Linked DNA regions of Mus musculus: regions 2 and 3 are each linked to region 1. A link is a contact called in public Hi-C data. All regions are on one chromosome and are shown on one strand. The core of a region is the stretch at or near the end of the contact, and the rest is flanking DNA. Distances in the headings are between cores, read along the strand shown.

Evidence for each region. Hi-C and Micro-C count contacts between places; a contact is called where the count stands out from the background.
Region 2: a contact with region 1 is called in a Hi-C map of B cells, with 10 read pairs. The contact joins the enhancer-like site here to the promoter of Dnajc10 in region 1. A contact is called at or near these places in 5 of 39 promoter capture datasets (the 3T3-L1 cell line, 3T3-L1-derived adipocytes, the C10 cell line and 1 more), 1 of 484 Hi-C or Micro-C datasets (B cells) and 1 of 115 datasets of contacts at active chromatin or transcription factors (large pre-B cells).
Region 3: a contact with region 1 is called in a Hi-C map of Th1 cells, with 3 times the contacts expected there. The contact joins the enhancer-like site here to the promoter of Dnajc10 in region 1. A contact is called at or near these places in 2 of 39 promoter capture datasets (the HPC-7 cell line and pre-B cells), 4 of 484 Hi-C or Micro-C datasets (LSK cells, Th1 cells, pre-megakaryocyte-erythroid progenitors and 1 more), 1 of 115 datasets of contacts at active chromatin or transcription factors (pro-B cells) and 1 of 9 other capture datasets (liver).

Annotation. Positions count from the first base shown.
Region 1 is chr2:80,313,238-80,317,742 of GRCm38.p6, reverse strand. Dnajc10 (DnaJ heat shock protein family (Hsp40) member C10) reads right to left here and starts at 2,277. Exons shown (of 23, transcript NM_024181.2): 1 at 1,938-2,277; 2 at 144-494. The coding sequence starts at 347.
Region 2 is chr2:78,957,000-78,961,504 of GRCm38.p6, reverse strand. No RefSeq gene overlaps it. Among named protein-coding and RNA genes, the nearest start is that of Gm37004, 13 kb to the left of the region's middle. Within about 2 kb of position 1,889, at least 37 of the 459 cell types and tissues checked have an H3K27ac peak or open chromatin away from gene starts, as enhancers often do.
Region 3 is chr2:79,270,120-79,274,624 of GRCm38.p6, reverse strand. It overlaps Itga4 (integrin alpha 4), which reads right to left. Exons shown (of 28, transcript NM_010576.4): 3 at 1,731-1,837; 4 at 1,503-1,632. Among named protein-coding and RNA genes, the nearest start is that of Itga4, 17 kb to the right of the region's middle. Within about 2 kb of position 2,299, at least 4 of the 459 cell types and tissues checked have an H3K27ac peak or open chromatin away from gene starts, as enhancers often do. A contact at or near this core is called in Th1 cells and regulatory T cells, where this site is marked.

The DNA of each region.
Region 1 (4,505 bases), core at 1,028-3,527:
CAATTTCCGACAGTATGCTTAAGCATTTCACTGATTTAAAAAGAGTGAAAACCCGCTTTTCCCAGAGGGTTGTACTTTTTTACATAACCGTTTAAGCACATCAGTATAAATATCCCGATATTTAAAAGAGAAAGTTTGCCTACCGGGTTTTTATCAGGATGTAACTTCAGTGCTAATTTCTTAAAGGCTTGTCTTATTTCTCTACTGCTTGCAGTTTTCGACACTCCAAGTAAACTGTAAAAATTCTGATCTGTGCCCACCACAACGACCACGTACAGTATCAGAAGACAGAGACTGATCCTCTTCAAGTCTCTGATAAAGTCATCTTTGTTTAACCAGACTCCCATTCTCTTTCTTATGAAAGTTCTGACTTATGTGAACATTAAGATACAATGCTGGGTCCGGTGGTTAAAATAGACACACGTGAGAATCTCTGTCCACATAACTTCAAGGGTCAATCAAGCATCTCGGGAACACAGCTCAGAAATGTTAACCTAAAGAGAGCAAACCAGGCAGTTAAAATACTTTTCAGACTTAACATTTATAGCATGATTTGTCAAGCGACACAGCCAGTAATACAGTTTCCACACTGAAGGTCACATCCCTGTGAATAGCTTTGAACCCCTATTCTCCAGGACCCTCCCTTGCCCCTGTATTCAGGTAGGCATGTTTGTAAAATCACTGATAGCAGGAAAAAGGTAATGAGTAGTAGTAGCTAGCTAGCTTTCAAGAAAAACACAGGCACACATATGCGAGAGAAAGAGAGAGAGAGAGAGAGAGAGAGAGAGAGAGAGAGAGATGGGGGAGGGAGGGAGGGACAGAGACAGAGATACTGAGAGAGACAGGGACAGAGACACAAAGGCTCTGGTCAATATGATGCTACCAGGATAAGACTCAGCAGTATTTCTTTTCTCTCCCAGCACGCTGCCCTTTCTAATACCTCCTCCCTTTCAGCTCCTTCCACGCCTGGAAAGCTTATCAAGTTCCTTTTTTAAATCTAATCTCATTTGTAGAGAATGCCTTCGAGGGAAAAACAAGGAAGCATGAAGCTTTTCCAAGAGGGTTGTACTTTTTTACATAACCGTTTAAGAACATCAGTATAAAAATAGATAACTTAAAAAAGCAGGCCACACAAGTTCTCTAAAGTGTTAGCACCAAGAGAAGATATTTTATAATAATTGCAAATCAATGCAATTTCACTGTAAAGCTCCTGTCTGGAGTAAAAACTAGGAAAACAAAGAGCACCAGGCATTGCTTGAGGGTAAAACCCTAACATTTAACCTTACAGCTAAACTAGTCCTCTTTAATATCTTCAAATGCTTTGGGGGAAAAAAAAAAGATCTAACTTCCCTAACCTCCTCAGTTTCAGCTCTCTTCCCTTAAGTCCGGATATGTTTCTAAGTATTTCTCCTTACCTGGGAACAGGCCTCACCTCACGTCTAACTCCCTTTTTTCACCCGCCTCCCCTAATAGCCCTTTGTAAAATATACTGACAGTAAAACAGAAATACCCAGACTGACAACCATCAGGAAGGAAAACAAATGAAGAACAAATCTCAACAAAGGCGACTTTGGGATAAGGTGTCCCTCGGCTTAGGGTGGGTTCAGGCAAAGCCTGGGAATAACTGAACAGCCTGGGGCCAGTGAGGCTGCAGGTAAACGCAGTGTTAATGAGGGATGCTGCCACCGCTCCAGAGCGGGATCGGGGAGAGGCGAAAGACAGAGGGTACGGGGCTGGCAAGGGTGCGCCTTGAGGTCCCAGGTCGGACCAGGGAGAGAGACCCCGAGTTAGAAAGTGCGAGCAGAAGGGGGCTCGCAGAGGTGGGGTGGAGGGGGCCGTGAAAACCCGGCGCAATGGGGGCACCGAGGCGGTGGGATGGGTCTGGCGTCCTCCCTCCCTGATGCCCCCGCAGTGCGTGGAGCCCGGCCCGCGCCCACCTCGGCGTCCTCAGCTACTGCCCCATCCTCAGGTCGCCGAGCTCCGGACCCGGCAGGACCGGACGCTGCCTGCGAACGCGCGCAGCAGCAATTCTGCCGCTCCCGTCGCGCCGGCGGGGCGGGGCCTGGCGCGGGGCATTGTGGGAAAGGCGTGGGCGAAGGCCGACGGGTGGCCAGCAGGGAGGGACGGGTGGGACCGCCGAGGCTGACGTGGCCTTCTGTGTGGCTGCGGCGGTGGCTGCGGGTCCCGCTCCTAGCCAGAGATAGGGAAGCATCCCGCAGCGCGGCCCACAGGCATCTTGCGGCCGTAGTCAACCGCTGGCGGAAGGAAGGGTGTGAAGCCCGCCTTTTCCGGTCCCGTTGCCAGGGCGACGGGAAAACCCGGGTGGAGAGATCCGGCTCTCTGGAGGTTTGGTTAAAGGGTGGGTATCCTTGAAAGGGCAGATTTGGCAGAAAGTGGAGAACTTGTCTGAATTGACCCCGTTGCCAGGGACCGGACAGAATAATTAAAGTTTTCTAGAAATAAAATTGTTTACAACTTTTATGTATCAACAAATATGAAGCGTTCTACAGGATTTCTGGATTTGTGAATCTGCCTTCTGATCCTCTCCTTTACTGGATTTGTTACAGAAACTGCAGTGTTTGAGTCATGACACTTTGACCGTTGAAGTAGACACATTAAAGTCCCTGAAAGAGGAAGTGATGGAAGCTGGTGGTAGTGATTTGAAATAAGTAGAAATTGATAGTGAGTCTTTGGGTAGTTAACCAGATGTCAGTTAATAATTTTATGGCTGTAGGACCTGTTGCTAAACCAACATATTGTAGGAAAGAAGCGGAAGTATAACGAACAAAGGCAGAAATATCAGAAAGAGCCTGAAGTAGCAGCTGTTAACCTGTACCAGGAACTGGCCGAAGTACACACGCGTTAACTCAGCCCTAAAATATTCTCGGGAGATACAGCTGATTATCATACACATGTCAAAATGGAAAATAAATGGGTAACTAAAAATTGAGGAAAATAAGATTAACACTTAAACAACCTAGTTCATTATGCCACGGTGATCCAAAACTCCTTAGAAAAAAATCTAAAAGCAAAACAGAGAACTGAAGAATCAAGTGGAAACTAATAGGTTTTTGTTACCATAGTGAATACATTTCAACTTATATTTTTAGATGGTAAGGAAGCTTCTTAAAGCTTTATTGTAAAGGACTGGAGTTGCATCTTACATAGTTTGCAACTCCTGAAGGGAGGATTCAAAGGAGATGCTTAGGAAAGGAAAAGCAGAGAAAACACAGACACACAGGCAGCATGCCACAAGTAATTTAAAGCAGTGTGTAAAACATTTTCTCTTCTCTGGGATATGTACTGGTGGGTAACAAGAGCAAAGACTTTCTGCTCCTAATAAATTGGATGATAGAGGGACACATTAGCCTGTTAGTTATTCAAATATATCTGTAATTAGGAAGGAAAAAATATGAAACACAGATCACAGTAAGACCAAAAGGTAGAAACGACCATCCAACAGCTTTCAGCTCATTTTAAGAGGTTTTATGGCTCAGTGGTTAAGATTACTGGCTGCTCTTCCAGAAGACAGAGTTCAATTCCCAACACCCACATGGCAGCCCACAACTATCTGTAACAGCAGTTCCAGAGGCTCTGGCACTCTTGCACAGACATGTAGGCAGAACACCAATGTGCATAAAAATAAACAAATCTTTAAAAATAAACTTAAAAGTCCTCCCCCTTTTCAATGGGAAGCTGAAGAAGAGTTTTAAGTGATGAAATGTTTTATGTAAGGATGACTTTGCTTAATTTGAAATGATCTTAAAGTTACAAGGAATTAAATGTTGTAGTACAAAAAAATTGTTTTTCTCAAAAGTTTGGGAGTAAGTTGACTTCTCCCATGACCCCCCCCACCCCCCAAAACTAGTGTGTGTTTTTTTCACAGATGGGATGCTTTCTTTTAAAAGTACAACCTTCGAATATGGGAAGTTTCTGTGAACACATTATCAGTGTCTAGTCCACAAATGTCAGATTCCGGTTTTTCCAATTATCAGTAAGACTTCCCAGTATGAGGATCTAGTAAGGAGCTATTTTTCTTTTTTTCTGTTTAGCACAATCGTGTTTTAGACTTCCTTAATGAGAAATGTTTATCCAGTTTTCCCAGATTTCAAGGTCTTAAACTTGTATAGAATTCAGGCCAGTTGTGTTATAGATACTATAGATAGATCCTATTTTTATGTGACTGAGGATTCTTCATGATTTGATTTAGTTGTGTTCATTTGACAGACATGTAACAAATGGCATTGTATTCTCACTGTCTTATCTGATGGTCTCAAATTTTTGTTTCTCCCATTGTTGGTAGTGGTAAATAACTTGAATAGGAGGATTTTTGTGATTTTTTTCCATGTAAGTTACATTTTACTTTTAATAAGATGTCCTTTGTAGGGAGCTACTTGGAGAAATAAATTCTTCTTGTTAAGCTTTCGATTTATTTATTGTATTTTTGTGGATTCATAGATTCCTGTTTTATAAAATTGATCAAACCTGTTACTCTCTTTTACTTA
Region 2 (4,505 bases), core at 640-3,139, 1.4 Mb after region 1:
TTTACCAATATTCATTGTCCCAGTGATGAAATTAATACATCTTTGCTGCTCTAAACTTAAATTTGACTGGATGGGTAAATTCAAGCCTGAGGCTTTCATGCCATTATCAGAGGCTCTGTCAGTGAGTGCTTTAACCTAATTACATTTGATGCAGCAAATCAAGAAAACCACTGCTGGTTATGACCTCTGCCAAGAGCACTCATGAGCTAGACAAATGGAGCTTAAGATGTTATTAGTTGTTCGTTGCAAAGTTCCAGATCCTGCCCGACAGGAGGCTGCCGCCTGATGTGGGCACGGACCCTCCAGATGGCATTCTGCATTGGCTTGTGGCAAGGCTCTCGGGGACGCTGGCACATTTTCTGCGTCAAAATGAAAGTTTTCCAATTACAAGGAGATAATGTGAGGAGATGCAAACTTAATCTCTTGAACAAAAGGTTGCAAGCTGTGTAATAGCCATTTCAGGGGAGAGATTTCACTACAGTTCAATTGATTTAAACGTCGTAGATCACAAAATGGGCTATCTTTCCTAATAAAACTGAGGACGCAGCTGCAGTAGATTCTACCTCATGGAGCAGGGTGCCAATGGGCTCATCATCTTAGGGACTGCTTCTCTTAACTCCGTGTTTTGTTGAATGCAAGTCGGTGATTATTTTTGCCTTCCCTTATGTGTGAATGAATAACAAGAAACCATCTCCTTTTAGTTAGACAGCAAATGTCTTAAATGAAGCCTTCCAGGTGTAACAGTTTAACAATGTTACTACATAGCAGATCATAGAGTTTCACCAGGGCATATTAAGTGGTAAGAAAGCCTTATTACTATCCAAACCTTTCAGATAGTTTAGCTAAAATGTTAATCTTTCTTTTTTTCTTTTTTACTAAGTCAGGCAACCCTGATGCAAATGGGGTGATATGCCTCAACACTGGTCCCCAAAGAAATGACTCATAGAAGCTTTTAAGCGGGAACTTGCTTGCAAGAGCGCCTCTCAGGAAAACACATGCACTTGACAATTGACAGGAACATGCTGTCGCAGAGCAAGAAAGAATCATATAGCCATCCCCACAAACCACATAGAGACACCGCCAAACAGGAGAAGGAATCCACACCCTGTCTGCACAGAACATTTGCAGAGTGGGGTGTGGAGCGTGGGGGAGAGGGGCTGAGCACACAGCCTTGCATTTAGCTGGTTTTCAAGAGTTTAAAATGCTAAGCTTAGCATGTAGCTCTATAAGCAAATGCCCTTCAATGTCACAGGATTCTTTTCTTCTGTGATTTAAGAAGAATTTACTGATACAAACATTCACAGCCCAGATTTCCATGCATTCCCCACAGAGAAAACATATACTTCCCAAAATCAAAAATTATGCAGTGCACGCATAGAAAAGTACTTTTGTCACAAATTCCAAGATATTAAAAATACATTTTATACATTGAGATGATGATGGATGATACAGGTTTGTATGAATCTCTGAACTGCAGTGGATCGGGCTAACCAGAGTAAGTAGCTGCCTTTTGTCATTGTAGGAGATCGCTAGGGAACTACTATTTCTTCATAAAATTCAGTCAACTAAATAAAGCAAGATTATAAATTCTAAGTGGTCTCAACTGCAACATCGTAGGTTCTGTAAATCAGTCAAGAATATAAGCAAGCACTTAAAATCACTCAGGAAACCTAACAGATGCCTACTGAAGAGTTAATCCGTGCAAGCAATGAGCATTCTAAAAACAGTCTCACCATCAACATAAAGTGGTCCACGGCAGCTGCTATAAAAGCCCAACATCAGTGTTATGTTGGCTCAACTACTAAGCAGCGACCACAGTGATGTCCCTTAGGAGGCATTTGAGGGCCCAAGTGTACAGCAATTTAAAAACTAAGCAGGAAATCAAAACTAATACCTAGTCTGTTTACAAAATATTTCTCCCTGTGTGCTTGTACCACCATCTAGTGGTTACATAGCTCTCAACCTGATCATTAATAGGAAAGTAATCTGGAAGAAGAGGAAAGGAAAGAAGAAAGAGGGATAGAAAAAAGAAAACAGGAGAAAAATGAAAAAGAAAACAGGGAGAGAAAAGAAGAATATAAAAAACAAAACTACATATACATATAATTTCCAGATCATAAAAAAGGAAATGCAGAAAACCCATGGCTAATACCAGTTAAAATGAAGATGTTATTTTGAATCATTTGCATGGTGTATTTCTATAGATATGATAATTTTACAATCGACATAACAAATGTCTGGATTTTAAAATACAGCTGAATTTGTAAGGACTTATCTCACAACTTAGAACCTGCAGGAATGTTTGCCTGTGTGTCTACAGATATGAACACAAGATCATATGGTTGTTTGAATACCGTCATTGTTGGTAAGTAGAGCTCTTTACATAAAGCATGGTATATTCATAGAGTAAGGCACCAAGCTGGCCTTTATGGTTAATACAGAACCATCTCTGTTAGTTATTGGAGGAAAAGCAGTTACATGGAATGATGTGTTTTCCAGTTTATCACTTCTATAGATCATATATAATGTACATGTGTACCATGACAGGAAAGACCCAGGGGTCTAAATGAGTTGGAAGGCAAAGATGAAAAGAGATACACTATAGCTTAAATTATATGAATGCATTAGGTATTCAAGACTAAATGTATTTTAAATCTAGAATATCTGCATGATTAAAAGAAATCGCCACCTGTGGCAGTTTTAAGACAATAAAATCTCACTGGCAGTTTTCCATAGGAAGAAGCATATGGAATATTTTTATATAAGTGTACATTTATTATAAAATGACAAAGATTGAAGCTTCACTTTTTCCAGAGAAACAGAAATTCAGGGGTCTGGAAACATGGCTGAACAGTTAAGAGCACTTGCTGTTCTTGCAGAGGATCTGATTCAGTTCCCAGCACATACATAGCAAGCAGCTCACAGACATGAGTAAGTACAGTTCCAGGAGATCTAACACCCAACTCTGGCCTCTACAGGTACCAGGCATGCACGTGGTGCACAGACACACATGTAGGCAAAACTCTCATACACATAAAATAAAACAAATAACTTTTTAAAAGAAGACATTCAGTAATCCAAAGGAGCAAGGTTATCTGTAAATGCCATAGAACCAGGTGATGAAAAATTGAAACTATGTTACCCCCAGTCTTGATGTGGAGAGCCTGGCCGAGGCACATTTGTGTGAGGAGATTCAAGGTGTTAGGACTTCAGTTCCTGGCTACAATGATTAGGACCGGGAAGGGAGGGCACTGGGACAGCAACAGCTAGCAAGCCAGTGACTAAAGGTAGGATTGGGCTCCATGAATTAAAAACAATAAAAAGAGACCATGGCATGAGGAGGAAGACCTTTTTGGGGGTAGAAAGATACGGGGAAGATTAAAGGAGGACATGGGGTGGAAATGCTCAAACTATACTGTGAAAAGGGACTAGAAAGATGGCCCAGGTGTTAAGAGCATTGGCTGCTTTTGCAGAACCTGATTTCAGTTCCTAGAACCCACATGGCAGCTAATACCATGGATCAAGCAAGTTACAAGGGATTCAACACTATTTATTTTAACCTCAAACATAAAAAGGGTTCTTGTGGTGCACATACATACAGGCAAAACACTAACCTCAGACACATAAAATAAATATATACAAAATAATAATGATAATAAGCAGAAAGGGTGGGATCGGTTATGAGACAGAAGCAGCAGAGATTTGTAGAAGGAGGTGTTCAACGGTTGGTTCAAGGATGCGATCAACATGGGTGTGGTTTGCCTTTCACAAAGGACTTTAGGTCAGATCTTCTAAAGGCCTGTGTGTGCTTCCATAGCCACAGCGAACTAAAGACACTGGCAAGAGGAGAGCCATGGAAGACCTCCGTGTGTTTTTCATTCATGAAGTAGAAATGCTTAATTGTATATACTATCCTTTCTTTATGGTCCAGGCACTCCTGTCATCATCATGGAGGCTTTATGCCATGAACATTGTGAAAAGTCCTAGAGAAGACTGTGAGAACTGTGAGAACTGTGAGAACTGTGAGAACTGTGAGAACTGTGAGAACTGTGAGAACTGTGAGAACTGGGAGAACTGGGAGAACTGGGAGAACTGTGAGAACTGTGAGAACTGTGAGAACTGTGAGAACTGTGAGAACTGTGTGAGAACTGTGAGAACTGTGAGAACTGTGAGAACTGGGAGAACTGGGAGAACTGGGAGAACTGGGAAGGCTAGTTTCAGACAGAAGAAAGAGAGCTGTTCTCCAGTCTTAGTTCCCAGATGATGAAGAACATTCTACTGCCAAGAGACTTACTTTCTCCTTCTATTTCTTTCTTCTTTCACTAAGATCATGATATACCACACCATTTTTCAGGCGCTAATTTCCGTAAATATTTCTCAAGTAAATATGTAAACTAATCTCAGAACCTACAAAAAAGAGAGTTGTTGGAGACTTGGCATCAGAGGTAAGCATATCCATAGACAGGTTACAAGCCTAGTATCAGATCACCGAAGAGGAGCATAAA
Region 3 (4,505 bases), core at 1,050-3,549, 1.0 Mb after region 1:
CTTCCTGCTTTGCCTAACAGAAAGAATCAAGACCCACGTGGACAGATGTGTAAGGTCTCTTACTGCAAAGCTTTTGGAGTTTATTAAGTGACACAGCCCTGCTTTTTCTCCTGATGCTCTTTCCTTCATAAACTTCTATGAAAAAAACTGAGGCCCACTTCTTCCTTTTGACAAATTACTCCATGGATGTCTCTGCACTCCCTGCCATGACTTCTCACCCCTTTCAAGTGTGTGCTATGTTAATAAGGCTATGCTCATATTAACTTCTAAAAGAATATAGATAGGTATATTTTAGAAAAATAATCCTGCAGGAAAATGTTTAAATACATAAAATAAAACTATAAGGCAAAAGAGAATAAGAAATATACAGAACTCCAGACTGAGTTTTATTGCAATTGAAAATTTAATATGCATATTTTATCTTCTTGCATTTAAGGTAAAATATAAACAGTTATTAAATGGACTTCTCCAGGACATCAGAATCCAGATATGAAAGATCCTAAAATGATCAGAACCAGTGCCTAAATTTAAGTATGAGTTCAAAGTTCTAACAGGTAATCAAGGTTATCTTTGGAGGATAAGGGAGATAATAATAGTATTTTTTATCATTAAAATGAATTGGTGTTCATCATATTTTTGGTGTTCTAAAGACAGTTTTAGAGTTACTGATTGTTATAAATATTATCTTGACAGCTACTGACATTTGTCCCAAAATCTAAATATATATCTTAATTCTGTACATAAAATACAGGTTTCCATTGAGACAGAGTTACCCAAATTTAGACCAGTGGTTTCAACCTTCCTAATGCTATAACCTTTTCATAAAGGTCCTCATGTTGTGACGACCCCCCCCCATTGTAAAATTAGTTTTGCTGAGGGTTCACAAGTGAAACTTTGCTAATGTTATACATTGTAATGTAAATATCTGTGCTTTCTGATGGTCTTAGGTGACCCCAGGCAAATTGTTATCTGAGCCCCAAAGGAGATGTGATACACAGGCTGAGAACCAAGTGTTGCTATAAACAGTAATTCCTTACATCTTCAAGGAATATCTTGGGGAACAGGAAGTGGGAAGGCTTTGCTCTGACTAGTGCCTTGAATCCTTTTGAAGACCCCTACAAGTTTCTAGGAAAACAAGAATTATGGTCATTTTTTTTCTAATAAGAATTTTGTATGTAATTTCATGACTTTGAGGATCCTATGGTTTCCCTGACATTAGACATGCTTAGACTGATTTGAAAATATAAATTTAGTACAAAGTTGGATAGTTGCCAACTAGCTTCCACAATTATTCAAATGAAAATGAAGAATTGCTTTTCAAAACCATGGCATGTTTGTATAAAGTATCGATACTGCACAAAGTAAACAAAGGAAGGATACTGTTAGTTAACAATGCCCTTATGAAGGATATTCTTCGTCTTTGAGCAGGCAAAACTGCAAATGCAAACGAGTGGACTCCTTCCTTTGCTTCTCTTCCTCTAGTTCGGTCAAGTCCCACTTACCTTTGTAACACGGGGCCATCCTTTTACTCAGTTCTGTCCGCAAATCAGAAGGCATGACGTAGCAAATGCCAGTGGGGAGTTTGTTATCGCTCTTCATGTAAAAAATATTTTTCCACCTGTGCCCACAAGTCTGGATAAAACAAAAAGTCAAACAAAAATATGAAAGTCACACCTCGAAAGTCTGATTCCAGGACTGGTCTCAGTTGGTGGACCCACTTCAGTACCTACCACGATAGAGCCATTTTCTCCAGGCTGTCTGGAAAGGGTGACCCCCAGCCACTGGTTATCCCTCTCCTCCAGGCATGTCTTCCCACAAGGCTCTCCACTGGGGCTACCTGCAGTATTTGGGAAAATCTCATCAGTTTTGTTGAAAATTTTTCTAAAGGCATAGAGTAGTTAAAGCTAGACCCTGATTCCCAGGGTTTCTCTTGCCCCATCTTTGTCTCATCTTGTATTCAGTTCAATTTAGGAGTAAAACTGAGTTGCTCTCTGCAAACACAGTTGTTCTCCACACAAGCTGAATCTTCTTTGCTGAAATGACCTCAGAGCGATGTTGTAGAGGCCATGAAGAAGTGGCCTCAGTGGTATAGGAGGTAGCTAATTATCCTGAACAGGATGAGCAAGGTCCATTTGATACAAAACAGAGGCTGATGATTGGAAAAGAATTTGTGTTTTGCCTTTCTTACCCATTTATTAACATCAGCCAAGCACTCGTGAAAATGACTGAGCGAGTAGACAGTAGAGTATATAACTAGCGTACCAATAATGCATAGCCTTTGAAACAACATGCCCTGTGGTTTAGGCTTAGTGGAATGACTGGTGTTTTCAACAATGATGAAAGTTCTATGAAAACAATACGGTGTTGGGGGAAAAAAGTCAATGGGCACACTTTGGCAAATGCATAAATTGCAGAAACAGCCCAACATAACAGAACTACTCAGGTGCAACCCAGCCCTGCTGAAATGTAGAGCAGTCGTCTTTATGGCAATGATGTTTTATTTGCCAGCACACACCTTTAGCTTTTGAGTGGGAGCCCCAGTGAGATTCTGTGTTTGAGTGATTTCACATCATTAACTGGAGGAAGACTGAGATAAGATGGGGATCATAGGGTTTTTTTTTCTCTAGCATTACATTCTGTTCTCCTTAGTTAACACTTGAATATTCTGTGCTTAGTTCTGACAGCGGGGGGGAAAAAAGCCACAGCATTGATTCGATGAGGTAAGTGTACCGGAAGCTGGAATTCTTTATTTTGAACACTGGTCACAAGTTTTTATAGTGTTATAACAAAATGTCTCACACGCATCTTTGTATCATTAACTACCTGTTTTCCTCTCTTATCTGAATCCTAGGTAGAGTTTCCTAGGAACACTCACAACGCCTCCATACAGAAAGATAATATATTTAAAAGGAGATCATTTGTATTGACTTTCCTGAGTCATAAAGATTCTGTGTAAGAAGTGTAGGAAGATATTTATGAATATATGTGTGGATTTCAAACCATCATTCACAGAAATACCTAATGCTTTAACACAACCGAGCTTACGGGAGCTGCCCAAACTCTTTCCTGGAGTCCTAGTCAGGGGATCCAGCCATCCCTGTCCATTCCAAGGGTTGCTTCAGATCAGGTCAGAAGCATGGTTAGCATAGAACATTGATAATGCTTTGTTGGCTTGGTTTCCTGGAAACCAATGATGTCTTCTACTACTAATGGATAGTCTGGGAGATTGACTGAGAAATGAAGGCAAACAGACCCAGAGAAAGAACACTGCTAAGCAACAGGAAGAACAGTTCGCTGTGGTCCAAACCCTGATAGAGAGTAGTCTTGATGTACACAGAGCTTCCTATGTGAGAATGATGAGAGAAGGAAAGGCTGGAGAAAGAAGAGGAAAGGAAGGAAGTCCAGGAAAACAGAACCTGTTTTATAATGTTCCATTATACACTCCATTTTGTGAGCTCTCAGCTACCATCTTCCAGTTCCAATAAACTTCACTCTAATTGCTGAGAAGCATTCAACCAACAGTGTTAGCCTAACACAGGGAGCTACTAGGGCTACATGATTCCAAACCAATACAGGAGAAGTAAGAAGGGGAGGCCAAAGGATTTAATTTTCATTGGGATGCAGTTTTCAGTTGGAATTGTCTTTAAAACCACCAATATTTTAAAATTAATGTCAAAAACGCACCACCAAAGGCAGCCAGGCTATGTGCAGTTGAAGCTCTGTTACTATAACAATAAATGCCATATAATCGAAAATACAAAACTATTTTTAAAATTATAGTCAACACCAGCCAATCCACCTGCAGTTGTCATTGTTAAAGACAAGAGTGCGTGGTCCTCCGAACGCCACCTTCCCTGTTTGCATGGGGATGAAAAATGGGTGTTTTCTTCAAGATCAGGTTTGATATTTGCAAACAAATGTTCTCTTCTCTAGTTAGTCACCAGACGTTAAAAAACAACAAACACGATGCTTTGGAACCATGCAAATGATAGCGTGCAAATTTGCTAGCTGAAAATGGCCCAGAAGTTCATATGTGCAAGAATAGCATCCTGCATGCAATTATGTGTTTCTTAGCTGAGCTGTTCCCTACGTTTTTAAATGAACATTAGAGACACCTTTGCCAAGTTAAGCTGTTATCTGTTTTATCCAAGCTGCTTCCTGCACAGTAGAGTTAGCCCTGCAGAAGACAGTTACTGCTGTTACTGCCTAGCCTTCCTGTTCTCTGTGCCCCTTTCTTATCATTTCAGCACATATCTCTCCATTTCTGGTTTTTTTCTGAGTCCTTCAGAAGGACTTCTGAACGACCTGGCTTGTTTAGAATGACTTCTCTGAGAGCCTGTAAGGCTCTAGGCTTTATTTCCTGTGTTGCCCAAGTCCCTACTCTTAGTTCTCTGGTTAAAGCAATGATTCTTAGAAACAGAACAACGAGCCCTCCAGAAGCCACAAGAAGAGGTGTTTATTTTGACATGAAAAATGCTCAGACTTTCTCAGGATTCAAGTGGTGA